Linked DNA regions of Mus musculus: region 1 is linked to region 2. A link is a contact called in public HiChIP or PLAC-seq data. All regions are on one chromosome and are shown on one strand. Each heading gives the region's core, a stretch centred on a gene start, on an enhancer-like site or on the middle of the called end of the contact. The rest is flanking DNA. Distances are from core to core; before and after follow the strand shown.

Region 1 (7,366 bases), core at 2,974-5,473, 140 kb after region 2:
TCTGTACTACTAAAAAAAAAATAATAATAATAGTTTTTTTTCTTTTTTTAATCCTGGAAGGTTAAATAATGCCTCCCCAAAGATGTCCAGGCAGTAACCCCGGGCATCTGATTGCACCATGGCACACAGACCTGAGGAGTCTGGTGGGAGATTAAATTGAAGGTTTGAGACAGAAGGTCATCCTGGAATATCGGGGACCCCAGCGTGATCGTGTGGTCTATATACAAGGGAGGCAGGGAGTAGAAACCAGTGCAGCTGAGGGCAGGAATATGGGTTCCTGTTGAAGTTAAGTCCTAATTCTGCTTCCCAGTCCCGTGCTCTCAGAAATAAGACTCAGACTCAAAATACTTTTACAAATATCTTGGCTATATAGCTAGGTTCTACTCTGACTATATCAAAACTAAAGATACCCATTTATTTTCACCTACATTTTGCCACATGGCTGTGATCAGGTACCACACCTCTGTCTCTTCACCTCTTTTGGGGCTCCTCTCCCTACCTCCTTCTCTTCCAGAATTCTTTCTCCTCCAGATGTCCCACTTCTATTTCCTGCCTAAGCCATAGACCTTTTTAATTAACAGATGAGGCATCTGTGCAATACATAAGATGATCTCTCTACAGGTTAGGGGCACAGAGACTGACTTGGAGATGGTATGTTGCTGGTCTCTGAGACAGAGGAAGAAGCCACACAGCACGAAAGGTCAGCAGTCTCTGGAAGTTTTAAAAGGCTTTTTCCTAGAAAGTCTACAAAAACCACAGCCCAGCAGCGCCTTGATTTGAAGCTCTCCAACCTATGCACTTGGATACTTTGTATCGCTTTGTGTGATTTGTTAGAGCAGCAGTAGGCAACTGATACTAACTTTCAACTGCTTAGCAGAGAATTCTCTAAGTCAGGTGGATGAGTAGATTCTAGTAGGAACAAAATTTATTTTAGTGCTAAATAACATCAAAAAGACAAAAAGCCCTAAGCCTTTTCAATTATAATCCTCCCAGGGGTAAAAAAGATGATTGTGTGTGTGTGTGTGTGTGTGTGTGTGTGTGCGTGCTATGGACTAGTTCTGTAGTCTAGAAAGGGTTCAAGTAATGGTTGGCAGGGTCTGTTTTCTCTGTTGTTGACTTTCTTTCATGTGAGTCACTGTCCTTGAGTTTTGAAATCCTGCTTTGACAGGGTCTGTTTAGTTGAACTTAGGTGCTGTAATTCATTGATACACTTTACCGAGCACAAGAAAAACACATATCAGGGTGTGCTATAATTGAGAGCAGAGGGTGCTCTCAACTCTTCCCTTTGGGCCCTGATGAAAACACCCGGGTGGATAAACACACAAAGATGGAGTGTTATAAACTTATCATTTCTTTCATAGGAAAAAAAACATTTTCATAATTTAAAATAGCAACACTGACCCATAGACATCCAAAAGGCAGACTTACTTCTGGAAAACTTTCAGAGTGGTCTCAAAGCCTTTCGTGTTGAAAACTCTTACATGGGGACACATATCAAAATCAATTCAGGACTCTGGCAGAATTTCCATTTCTTACCAGTGTGATAAGGAAGAAATTGCACCCACCAGCTCGATAAAACACTGTTGAAGTGCCTAGAGAGAGCGCCACAAAGCAGCATGGATTCCTTTCCACTGAACGGTGGAAGGCAGGGACGCACAATTTCACGGGCTGCTGACTTCAGAATAATAGCCTCAGTGAAGACACGGTCTCCTAGTAGAAAGGCTCCCGAAGCTCGATTATCCCAGCTAGGTTGGAGCTTGGCTGAAGCAGAGAGATGGAAAGTGAGACATTGTGGCTTCTGACAGGTCCCACGCTATTGTGTTGGCTCTCCTCCAGCTGTCTTCAGTTTAGTGGACAAAGTCCAGTTCTCTTGCTTACCATGAAACAAGCTCTCACTTCACAGCTCAGTTGGGACTCAGTTTACCTCTTCTCTTACACAGAGTCTCCCCTAAAAACTCCAACAGTATTGGTTAGAATCAGAGTCCCTTCTAGCTGTGGGGATAGTACTCGTGTGTTTCCTATTACAAAACAGTGTTAGATCAACCTATCTTCCTGAGCTTCTGGTACTTGTTTAGTGGAAGGGACCATGTCCCGACCACCTTGTGTTCTCTGCGCCTTAGCAAAGCATGCCACATAAATACTTATAAAACTCTGACTGACTGAAGGAACCATGAGCATTGTTTTGTTATTTTTAGAGCAAAGCTCTTTTTTTCTTTGTCCTCCTACTCTGCATCTTCCTCCTTCTCCTTTTCTCTTTTTGTCTCTTTGATTACAGTATGTGTGGTGGTGCAGTTTGGGGATGCTATGGAACCATTACCAGGTAGAGCCCTGTGGAGGGCTTTTAGAGTTTGTAGCTCCACCGCGTTTGTTCTCTCTGCTTCTGTGTGATCTCTCAGCTTTCTGCTCTGGCTGCTTGTGCCACGTCTCCATGCCACCCCTCAGCCGTCCCCACTGCCCCTATTATGAACTCTAGAATAGAAGACAAAATCAACTTTCTTCCTTAGTTGTTTTACATTGAGGTATTCTATCACAGCATCAGAAGTAGTTGAGGCAGCATGTCCTCAAATGAGTACTAGAGGGTCAGGGGCATTAATGACACATGTAGAATGTTGTACTGGGACCCTGAGATACCCCTTCTCCTTCTGTCTCACCTCCTTAGCATCTTCACAAATCCTGACAAATAAGGTCCCTGGCTCTACTACTTGTTCTCAACCTGCTCTCTCTAGGCAAAACCCAGGGTTCTTTTGATTATGCTCTGGGAACACCAATATCCCTGTGGTCATGCTCTTAGAACTTGTAACAAATAACCAAGGCCAGGATGGCTAAAACAGCAGAAGTCTACTCTTCTAGGCCTGAAGTCAGGCAGGTGTCAGTGGGTCCATTCTTGTTCAGAAGGAAGAAAATGGGTTTCCTGCTGTTCTCTTAGCTTCTGCTATCTGCCTGCAATCCTGGTGGAGCTTGGCTTGTGCTACACCCCTCCAACCTCCTCCTTTGTCTTTATTCTCTCTGTGTGTCTGTTTCCCCTGTTGTAGACACTACCCATACTCTCTACGGTCTGTCTCGTCCTAACTTATATTGTAATTATATCTGAAGACTCCATTTCTAAACAAGGTCACAGAATACTGTCTTGATCACGGTTCAATCCACATCGAGCCTTTTTCCAGAGAAGCACTCTCATCTCAGCTTGCTTAGCCTAGGATACATCTGAGGTGCTACCTGGCCCCAGTGACTATTTAGACATCTGTGACTAAGGTGAACACAAAAAAGGAAATGTATCAATCATTTTTCCCTCCCATGGCAAAATGGCCAAGAGAATTAATTTTCGCTGACTGAAGGCTTGTTTTGGAAAATTTCCATCTATGGTCAAGGCTGTGGTGCAGTATCTATCACCTATAGCAAGAAGTGAAATTGCTTATCGTATCCCTAACAAGGCAGGAGAGAGAGAGAGAGAGAAAGAGAGAGAGAGAGAGAGAGAGAGAGAGAGAGAGAGAGAGAGAGAGAGGCGCCAAGGTTCCACAATCCTATTCGAGGGCATGCTGTCAAAGACCTAAGACCTTTCCAGAAGACCTCCACCATGCAAAGGCTCTACCACTGTCAAATAGTGCGGTAGGCTAAGGGCCAAGTCTCAGCTGTTGGGGAGATACTCGATCCATAGCAGGAAGCACATTGAAAACAAGTCACTAGCCTCTGAGGACAGAAGCCTAATAAAGTTGGCTTTCATGGGGGCCACACTCTGCTCACTGAGGACAGACTTTAGCCTGACTCAGACTGTAACTCTCTTTTTGAGAAAAAGTGACTTCCTGTCCCAACTCTCCAATCCCCAGTCTACCCCCCTGCCCCCTGCCCCCAGCCACTGTCAGCTTGCTTCTAACTGAATTTTTCTAAATCCCCCTCTACCTTGTGACCTTTCAGCCATTTATATGCTGACATATTTTTGTGGAATTTCTTAGTTTGCGTGCTGATTTGGGCTGTGTGTCTGGCTCTCCTCAAAACTCAAATGCCCTAGTGTGAAAGTAATGGGGCCTTTAGGGAGTGATAAGGGTTTGTGTGTAGGGGGTGTGGGTGTGGAAGTGCACTTTACTAAGGGGCTCTTTAACCTAAGCCACCTTTTCTGCTCAAAATTGGAAGCTTACTTTCAGGAATGGGGATTCCCTAAGGCTGCCCTTCTCTTTCTAGGATATAGCTCCCACCAGATCAGGGACCCCGTAGAACTCAAGCCAGGCAGCCTCTGTGGCTGCAAAGGTCTCTGATGAGCAGCTAGCTGGTGGGTAGGGCTATGCTGTGCCTCGACAATGCAGGGTGGATGCCTTTGTGGAGGAGAGGGTCCTAACATCAGTATGCTCAGCCCTATGCCCACAGCAGAAAGCCAGGAGAGCAGGCGTTTGTGTGCTCTTGTTTGTTCATTTTTAAGCTGCTTCATGGTAAACAGAGGCTGCCCACACTGGGCTCATAGATCTTTGCTGAGTCTGTTCTAACTCAGAGATGTAGCGGCCCCTCCTCAGGCATAAAGGAGCCTCTCTGCTCAAGTAGCTGACGTTGTAAGTACCACCCAGGGCTGCTTTTGAGTCTGGCAATGGATCAAAAATCTCTTTTCACCCTTACCCAGAGCAAGCGTCTCTGGTATATTTTAAGTTGGCACGGTTAGCAGAACCCGATTGCACTTCTGGATCAGAAACAGCCAGAGGTAATTTGGCATCCCACTCACCTTCCCTGGATCCCAACTGCTTCTGCAGCTCTTGCTACACTGGAAGCTTGTTTACAGTTAAATTGGACATGGAAATTCAAGCTACATCTCAGGGAGGTAATATGACACAGCCATACCAAATAGATGTATACATGTTTAAGTTGTTCACGGGGGAAGAATTTTTAATCTGCTCGTTTTAAAGAAAGCTCTTTGCATTGCAGGACAGGTTCTACATATTCCAGGCCTCCCACCAAAAGGAACCTCCAAAAGGAACCAGAATCAATAGTTTCAGATTACTAGAACCAAATAAAGCATAGGACACTTAACTTTTAAATTACATTTGTTAATTATTGGTTGACTGAGGGAGTTACAGGTTGGGGTTTGCATGTGCATGCCACAGAATGTATGTGGAGCTCAGAGGACAGTTTGAGGGTGTCAGTTCTCTCCCCCACCCTGTGATAGAAGGTCCCACGGATCAAACTCAGGTCACCAAGTTGATGTTAAATGCCCTCACCCACTAAGTCATCTCACTACCCCAAGCTCTGAATAGTTAATGAAAGTAAGCAATAAAGGTTGGAAAGGCAAGAGCAAGTTTTCATGGCCATTACCTCACCATCCAGGTGGCTCTCTTCAGCCTTCTGAGAGAAACAGAAAATAGAAGCAATAGTATGTACCCTCTCGGAATTCACCGTATAGTTGGGAGGTAAGATATAACTCTGGGGACATTATAGCAGTTCCCCGTTTTATAGGGGCAGGGTTGTTTCTAAGACCCCAGTGAAGCTGTATGAGACAGTACCAAGCCCTCTGTATCAGTCAGAACTTTTGATCTGGTAACAAATACCTAAGAGAGACAATCAGAGAGAAGGAACTATGTGTTTCAGAACTATACAGTTTCAGAGGTGCCGGGACTGTTTCTGACTATGTTGTTTCTGGTTAATGGGGGTGCAGAACCCCATGACAGCATGTAGCAGAACAAGCTGCTTACATCACTGCAGCCAGGAAGCAGAGACAAGAACACTCTCCCAGACGCCTGCTTTTTCCAAATAGCCCCGTGGCTAACGTTTCTCCCACCTCAATATGCTATCAGAGTATGCACCCAACTATGGATTTATCTGCTGATCAAGATAGAACTCTCACAGTCCAGTTGCATTTCAACATTTGGGCATCAAGCCTTTAACATATGAGTCTTTTGAATATTCCATATACAAACCATAACACCCCTGTAGACTGTAGGGTGTTTTCTATACATATAGACCAATAGTGCCAATTTTAATTTGTAAGCTAGGCTCAGTTAAATGGTGACTAATAATAAATATAATATCAGCTCTAACAAAAATTATATGAATGAGGCCTCTTACAATATCCTTTGGGGCACTCACTCACCTTGTGACGATGTGAGATGCTTCTATGCCTACAGGATGAGTTAAAGAGGCGAATGATCTTGGCTTTATGATGAACAGCGAGACACGTAAGGATCACTTGAACATACTGCCATACCACATTCATTAATCTGATAACCAACATAGCTACCAAGTGACATATGCGTGCAGGTTATGAACCAAGACCAAGTTTATACACGTGGCAAAGGGATGGATCGTATGCTGGGCAGGACTAAATGGGACTATGAAATTCCATTGTGCTCCTTTAAATGGTGTGCCACTTAAGGCATATTAGTTATTTCTGGAATTTCCTGGTTTGTGTTTTCAATCTGTAACTGACCATGGATAGTTGAAATGGTGAAAAGTAAAGTTGAGAAGGGAGGGGAACTATAACACATGTTTTTCACAGTATCTGTTAGTTTATTAGTTGATTTCTGAGACAGTGCCTCATCATAGCCAAGATAGGACTTGAACTTGCCTTGTAACTAAGCCAGGCCATAAACTCCTGAGCCTCTGTCTTCTACCACCTCACAGCTGGGGCCACTGGAGTGTGCTGTCGTACCCAGCTTTTAAGTGACATTTTAAGGAGATTTATTTTATAGTAATCTTCCTCAAGAGTAAATAGTCTGCCTTGAAAAGGGGAGGCTGTTGCTTGAATCCATGATGGTCAGAGAAGTAGGAAATAACTGAGGAAGTGAGTAGGAAGTTGGTGGGGGGGGAGGTGGAAGGAAGGGGGCTATTTCCAGATAGAGAGGAGAGAGAGAGAAAATTGATGAATTTGGGATGTGTCAGTTGTGGATGTAATATAAAGCTTAGTCACTCATTCATTTTTACAAATATTCAGCAAGAAATAGAACAAAAGTCTGCTCTTTGCTGCCTGAGCTTTGTAACAACTACTAAAGCCTGGGCTGTTCACAGCAGGGTCTGAACACATGCTTTATTAGGAAATTTCAAATACAATATCGCACACAGCTATAATAAGATGAAAAACTATGTAAAAGGCAAAATCTTAAAGACCAATTCTTATGATGTAATTTCTCGGATAGGATATATATATATATATATATATATATATATATATATATATATATATATTCACAGAAGGAAATATTTCTGTTTGCTCAGAGTAGCTTGAGCATCTCACAGGAAAGGAGTTCTTAATGAGAAAACAATCACACACACCTTTCTTCCTGAGCATTTTAATTCACTAGTGGGAACGCTGGCATTGGAGAGACCTTTGCCAAGTCTCCTCCGTCCTAAAAGCAGAGCTACAGAGGACTAAAAGCAGAGCTACAGAGGACTA
Region 2 (6,587 bases), core at 347-2,846:
AAACCAAAACCAAAACAAACAAAAAAACCAAAAAAAAAAAAAAAAAACCAAAACAAAAAACAAACAACCCTCTTTTGTACCCAGTGAAATTCCTAGCAAAATTTGAAGCTGCTTCATGAGCAACATCTCCTTTGAGTAAGCTAGGACACAAAGCCATTCCTTTTATAAAATGGCAATCAACCTAACCCTACGATTTGGCACTTTACTAACTTACCCAGCACTGACAAAATGGATGCAAAGCTAGAGTGTCTGGCTGCTGCCTCGAATACTGCATTTGTGTCCAAGAACTTTCCAATGACTAGAAGCCCATTTACCAACAGCCTGCAATGCTTTTGGGAACCCGAACTTCACGGAGACTCGAATAAAAGCTCCAGGAGGCTGCAAGTCTCCACCACTCTCCTGAAAACCCCTCTTATCAGAAACATTTGAAGAATTCCTCCATAACAATTAAGCTGACTTGAATGGAAACTTAGCATCTCAAATATACTATATATGGAATGAAACTTGGCCAAACACGTAAATACAAACTCACACGCTCCCTGACACTTTCGGCCTACAATTATGAGCCAAGGATTCTACAGCATCAGCAACAGACAGATCCACCTGTCACCTGTCAGCAACACCCAGGGACCCTTGTTAAGTCTTCCTCTTCCAACCACTATCTCGGGGCAAGAAAATCAGAGTAGTCCTGTGGACTCTAAGGGGGCCCCAACCTCTTCACAGCGGGGCGTGCTGCCCATTTGGAAGAAGGCTGCAGACAAGCAAAATCGGAAAGCAAAGCGAGAGAGGTGCTTCCTCTTTACCCTGCACTTAACTTCCCCGGCTCTCCCTTAACTCGCGGGCCCCGAAGTCATCGTTATCCAGACCTGGGTTCCCCCAAAGGCGTCTGGTTCCCTCCCTCCCACTTCCAGATCACAGGCCTGGGGGCGGACCGGGGGCCAAGGCACCCCCACCCCCGGCTCTCTCCGGCGCTGGGCTCCGGGGCAGGCCCGGTCCCCCTCCCCCGACGCCCCGGAGCCCAGGCCAGGCCCCAGGCTCCCCGCCCCCACCCTCCCCGCAGGACTTGGGGGGCCTCCCTGCGCCTCGCCACCGCGGGCAGGACCCGGGCGGAGCGGCGGACGAAGGCGAGGAAGGCGCGGACGCCCCGCTAGGGCTTCGCGCGCCAGGCAGAGCCGGTCCCCGAGCCGCTGCAGGCGCGGGGAGCCGGGCTGGGGGTGGGGGGGGTGGGGGGTGGGGAGGGATCCCGCCGAGGCCCCGCAGCGCCGTCCGCTTACCCTTCGCCGCCGCCGCGGCTTCCCCCTCCTCCTCGTCCGCCGCCGCCGCCTCTCCCACTTGGGCAGCCGTCTCCCCCGTCGTCACCGCGGCCGCCGCCAGCGCCGATTCCACCCGGCAGGGGGGACACCTCAGCCCTCCCTCCCTCCCCGCTCGGCCCCCTCCGCCCGGCCGCCGCCAACTCCCTCCGGCCGCCGCCGCCGCTCGCGGCTGAGGGGGAGGGGAGGGGGTCGGCCTGGGGCGCCCCGCCGCCGGCGCCTGCCGCGGATCAAAGCGATGGCCGGGGCGGCGTCGCCGCGGCCCGCTGCTCGGCTCCGGCTCGCACGGCCGCCCTGCCTCCCTCCGCCCCCACCCCCCTGCCGCTCGCCTGCCCTCCCCCCACCCCCCCAGCTCTCGCTCGCTCGCCCGCTCGCGCCGCGGCTCCGCCAGCCCAGTCCGCATCAAAATACGGCCACACAATATGGCGGCGCGGCGGCCGGCAAACACCGCGAGATCTGAGGCGGCGGCCGTGACGAGGCCTCCCTCCGCCGGGTGGCGGGGATGCTCTGTCCACGCCCCACCTCCGCCAGCCGCCGTCCCCACTCCCGGCTCGCCGTGGCCGGAGGGGACGCGTCCCGGCGCGGGCTGAGGAGGAGCACGCGGGTCCCTCACGCTCGGACGGGGAGGGAGGGAGGGAGAGAGAGAGGAGCCGAGCGGTGCGCGCGCCGCCGAGGGCCTCGCGGCTCCGGAAGCGGGTGGCGGGCTGTGCGAGCAGGGCGAGCCGTGCGAGCCGGCGGCCCAGCTCGGGGAGACGGGCGGGACCCTGCAGGCCCTGACGGGCCGCGGGGCAGGTGGGCCTGAGGCGGAGGCGAGCGCCGGGCCTGCGGGGCTGCGGGGCCGCGAGCCGGACACACCCCCTTGGAGCCGGGCCGCGCCCAGGCCGCGAGCTACCGGGTGACCCGGGAGGGACGGCGGGTCGGATGGAGACCGGGCGGTGCGGGACGCGTCCTGGAAGCCGCGGGACCCGAGCGGAGTTTGGCTCGGCCGCTGGACTTTCCTTGATCAGCAGTGGGGGCCCGCAGAGAGAACGATCTAAAGAATCAAGCGAGTCGTTGCGATTGTAACTGCACGTTCCTAGAAGACCTAGAAGCAGAGCCAAAGACACTTTAGCTTCGAGGGGAGACGCGGGGGAGGGGACACTTCTGGTTTCTATCTTCTTAAAGATGTGCTTCGTTTTCCCTCGGGGTGGGGTGGGGTTGGGTGGTGGTGGTCAACGTTCAGATGTTTCTCACAATGTAAAATATTTTAAAATCTTGGCGGTTTCATATGGCAAAAAAAAAAAAGGCTTTTTTTTTCTTCTTCTTGACCCTGTCCAAAGTGTGCATATCGCTGCCAGTTTCTTCCTTGAAGAAATTCATACTACCGAAAAAAATCCGGAAGGACTATTTTTATTATTCTGTTATCAGTATAAGCTCCATAGGTGCTTATTGCTTATTGTTTTTAAAGCCCCTTTTTTAAACACTTAAAACCCTTTCACTTCCTTTTTACACTCAGTTTTACAAAGTACCTGAAATATTGGGGTTTAGCTCTACTTAAAAACTTTTAGCCCGCCAGAAGTCAGAGTGCTAATGATTTACAACATTGGAACTTTTAAATTTTTCTCTCGGTTGACATTAAGAAAGTAAAAGTATATACTTTGAAAAAGTGTTTTTTCTGTGTTCGAAGTAAAAGTAAATTATAATTCACATAGTAGATGCTGTTTTCATTAATTCACAGTAACAGACGCCATTGAGCCCTAATACTACAGTTCTCTGAGGAATTATTTCCATAGTCAGTGTAATGATTTTAGATAAATTGAAGAAATTATTAAATAAACAGTACTTCTCTTAAACTGAGGCACAATTCGAACATATACTGCTGAAATAATAGAAGTGGATTAAGAAAAAAATAGTTCCTGTTCAAAATTTGTTTTCTGAAATGTACGTGTACACATTTTAATAGAAATATATTTTCCATATAAACAAATGTAATGGGTTTGAGAAAAGGAAGAGAAGATATAATCGTACATCATTGCCCAAATTTGAAGAGCTTGGATCTCTAATGAAGAGAAAGCCCCAGATAGCTATGTAGAGGAAAACTCTATGAAAGAACTAATGCCTTTAAAAACAAACAAACAAAAAACAAAACAGAACAAACCCCTTCTGGGATCTTGTAAGAATCAAAGATCGCAGATTAAAGGATGCTAAAGAGCATGACATCCTAATGCGACATGAGACCCCAAGGCGGATCCCTTGCTGGGAAAGAAAAGGTTACAAAGTAGTTTGTATTGGGATAACTGGGTAAAGTTAGGTAAAGTTAGGACTACAGAGACAATGTAAGTATTATGTTATCTTTAACCTTCTGAAATTTGTTCTTCATTACAATATTCTTAAACACACTGAAGGGTTAAAGAGGTAAAAGAACACAATGTATAAAACTTTACCCATGTGGCTCAGAAAAAAAAATATGTATATTCTATATGCTTTTTCTGTGTGGATGTATACTTCCTATCTGCCATACACATACAGAGAGTGGTGATAAGTTTTAAATATTGGTAATTAGAAGCATTTTAAAAGTCATATTTGATGAATCTAGGGCATTTGTAGTGTCTCAAAATGTTTTGAAAGTTTGGTTATGAGCTTGGCCTTTATCGGGTAACATCTGCCCGGTTCTCAAAATCACTTAAGCCTAAAAGATCTTGCAATTTCTGATAAGTTTGACACTATTTCAAAACAAATACTTTTAGAAAGCCAACCTGGGCTAGAGATGCATTGTAGTGCTAGAACACACACCTGTGAGAGGCCCTGGGCTTCCGCCTCAGCACAGCAGTAGCAGCAAAATAGAGGAGGCCTTTCAACTCCTAGGGGCTTCCTTGGCTCAGCAAGGGGAGGCATTTAATGCGCTCCAGATAGATGGTCCCTCCTCTTATTTTCTCCCTACAAACAAACTGGAGGTTTGGCTTATCTGGGTATGTTTTCTAACATTTTCAGTCTATTTGATTTGGAACATAAATAACTAGGAATGTCTTTATATAGTTGATAATTATGATTTCTGTTTATAGAATTGGTGGATAGTCCCCTCTAGCCACAAGACTAATGAAAATAAGGGCAGACTGTGTCTTCCAAGTATTCTTTGTAGTAGCTACAGGAAACTGGATAAAATTCAATTCGCCATTCAGAACATTTTAATGTGGTTTTGTGCTTTCTGATTGAGCAAGCACCTGTGATTATTTAAATCAACTTAAAATTCATACCCACAGTTGCACTGCCCACATTTCAAGTGCTCAGTAAACCATGCATTCCATCTTCACAGAAAATGCTGTTCCACAGAACTGGTAGCGGAAGAGATTACACTTTATAAATAGCATCTGCACAAGGTAGACGGTGATAGTCACCATAGAAGCATAGGAGAGGAGATAGTACTGTGCAGGGCGTGAACACAGGAGAAGCAGGGCAAGCTTCAAGAGGAAGACTGCACGTGGCAGGTGGAGGTGAAGCCAGAGGGTTCCAGGCAGTGACAGCTTGAACAGTGTAGGAGAGAAGTGAGAGAAACACTTACTTTGGTGTATCTATAGCATACAAGATATAAAGGAAGGCAGAGCTGCGTAAAACCACAAATGCTGAGCCTAGCCTGTTCTTGAGGCAATGAGAGCAACGTGAGTTTATACTAGAGAAAGAACATGATTAAATAAATGGGTCTTTAAGATGGATGCCCTTATAGCTGTCATGACACCTCACCTGGTTTTTGCTGGACTAACCTGAAGACTGATCTCTAGATCCACATAATAAAACTGAGGCAATATGGCATGTATCTCTAATCCAAGCATTGAGGAGGCAGAGATAGACTGATCCCGGGGGCTTTGTTGGTAAGCTATTCAGGACATTGGATTAGGGGTGAAGCCACAGATTATATAGCAGTGCAGTAGTCCAAATGAGAGACACTGAGCGGTTGCTATGGTGCGATCTGTTATTAAGATAGTTTTTAATGGCATTTAACAAATCTTGATTTAGAAGATGGCATAAGTAATGAACCATGGTGGTGCACACCTGGAATCCTAGCACTTGTGAGGTGCAGACTGGCCAGGCGTTCAGCAGTATCCTCAGTTAGAGGACAGTCTAACCTAAAACACCTTATTAAATAATATAAAAACCTATACCTCACAGATTTGGGGGCTTCAAGACAGGGTAGACCTCAGTCTGAAAGACTTTAAAGTGTAATAATGCAGTCAACATCTGGGTTCTTTTCATTTCTGCTCTGCTGTTTTGGGCTTTCGAATCTTCCTCAGGCTAATAAGATGGTCCTAGTAGTGGCAGGCATCTGGAATGTTGACATCTAGAAGAGGAGGAGGAGGAGGAAGAGCAGGAGGAAGAAGGGAAGGAAAAGAGAGGAGGACATGTTTTCCAAAACAGCTTTCCCTTTTCTTCCTGTGATGGTCAATCTTGATTGTCAGCTTGATGTGACTTAGAATCGCCTAAAAGACACATCTCTGGGAATCTCTATGGGGGTGTTTTCAGAGGGGTTTAACTGGTGGAAAGACCTGCCTTAATGTGGGTGACCACCTCCTGGACTGGGCTTTCAGACAACCAAAATGAGACAGTCACCTGCTGGTATTATCCACAGAGATCTTGGGTGGGGGAGCAGTGTCTGGCCCGGGGAAGGGTTCAAGTGAACGGGAGAGGGGAGTCGATTAAAGCTGTCTTCTCTGGCTGCTGCTACTTCAAGACACTGCTATGACAGACCAGATAGGCCTGGCAGCCTCTAGCAGGGAAAACTTTGGGAGAGAGCCCTCTTTCCCAGGAAGTGTTACTGCTCTTATGTGACAGATGCTCTCAGATGACAGAGTAATTCTCACACACCTTTATTCCTTCTGGATAGGATCTTATATACATTTTGGGGTGGGTTTGGGTCTGACAGCAGATGGTTTCTATTGGCTTGGTCTGAGATGTTAGGGATGCCTTATCTGCATGTGGAGGGAGGGGCTTGGGGTGTTGGCCTTAGCTGACTGATTGTCATGATCCTCTCCATGGGGGGCTATGGTCATGTATCAGGCGCCTGATCAGAAGCAGGTGAAGCTCCTACTGTCCTCTGGTATGAGGTTCCAGGGCTTCCAACCCACTCAACCTTACCAAGTTTCCTGGCCCCACAGTGACCTGAGCTCCGGCCTTCATCTAACTCTGCTTCCTAAGTGGATGCACTGTGACCAGCCACACCTTTCTTAGAAAAGTGGATTGTACACTCTGGCTTGAACCAGAAACTTCCTCCTCTTCCTTTAAATGACTTGTGTCAAATATTTTGTT

The links. HiChIP or PLAC-seq counts read pairs in DNA pulled down with a chosen protein or histone mark.
Region 1: an H3K27ac HiChIP or PLAC-seq map of CD8 T cells shows a contact between it and region 2, with 15 times the contacts expected there. The contact joins the enhancer-like site here to the promoter of Tab2 in region 2. A contact is called at or near these places in 7 of 39 promoter capture datasets (the C10 cell line, the HPC-7 cell line, cranial neural crest and 3 more), 5 of 484 Hi-C or Micro-C datasets (cerebral cortex, liver, nephron progenitors and 1 more), 23 of 115 datasets of contacts at active chromatin or transcription factors (CD4 single positive thymocytes, CD8 T cells, DN3 thymocytes and 15 more) and 3 of 9 other capture datasets (embryonic stem cells, liver and macrophages).

Annotation. Positions count from the first base shown.
Region 1 is chr10:8,087,773-8,095,138 of GRCm38.p6, forward strand. No RefSeq gene overlaps it. Among named protein-coding and RNA genes, the nearest start is that of Gm30906, 85 kb to the right of the region's middle. Within about 2 kb of position 4,224, at least 24 of the 459 cell types and tissues checked have an H3K27ac peak or open chromatin away from gene starts, as enhancers often do. A contact at or near this core is called in CD8 T cells, where this site is marked.
Region 2 is chr10:7,954,527-7,961,113 of GRCm38.p6, forward strand. Tab2 (TGF-beta activated kinase 1/MAP3K7 binding protein 2) reads right to left here and starts at 1,597. Exons shown (of 7, transcript NM_138667.3): 1 at 1,275-1,597.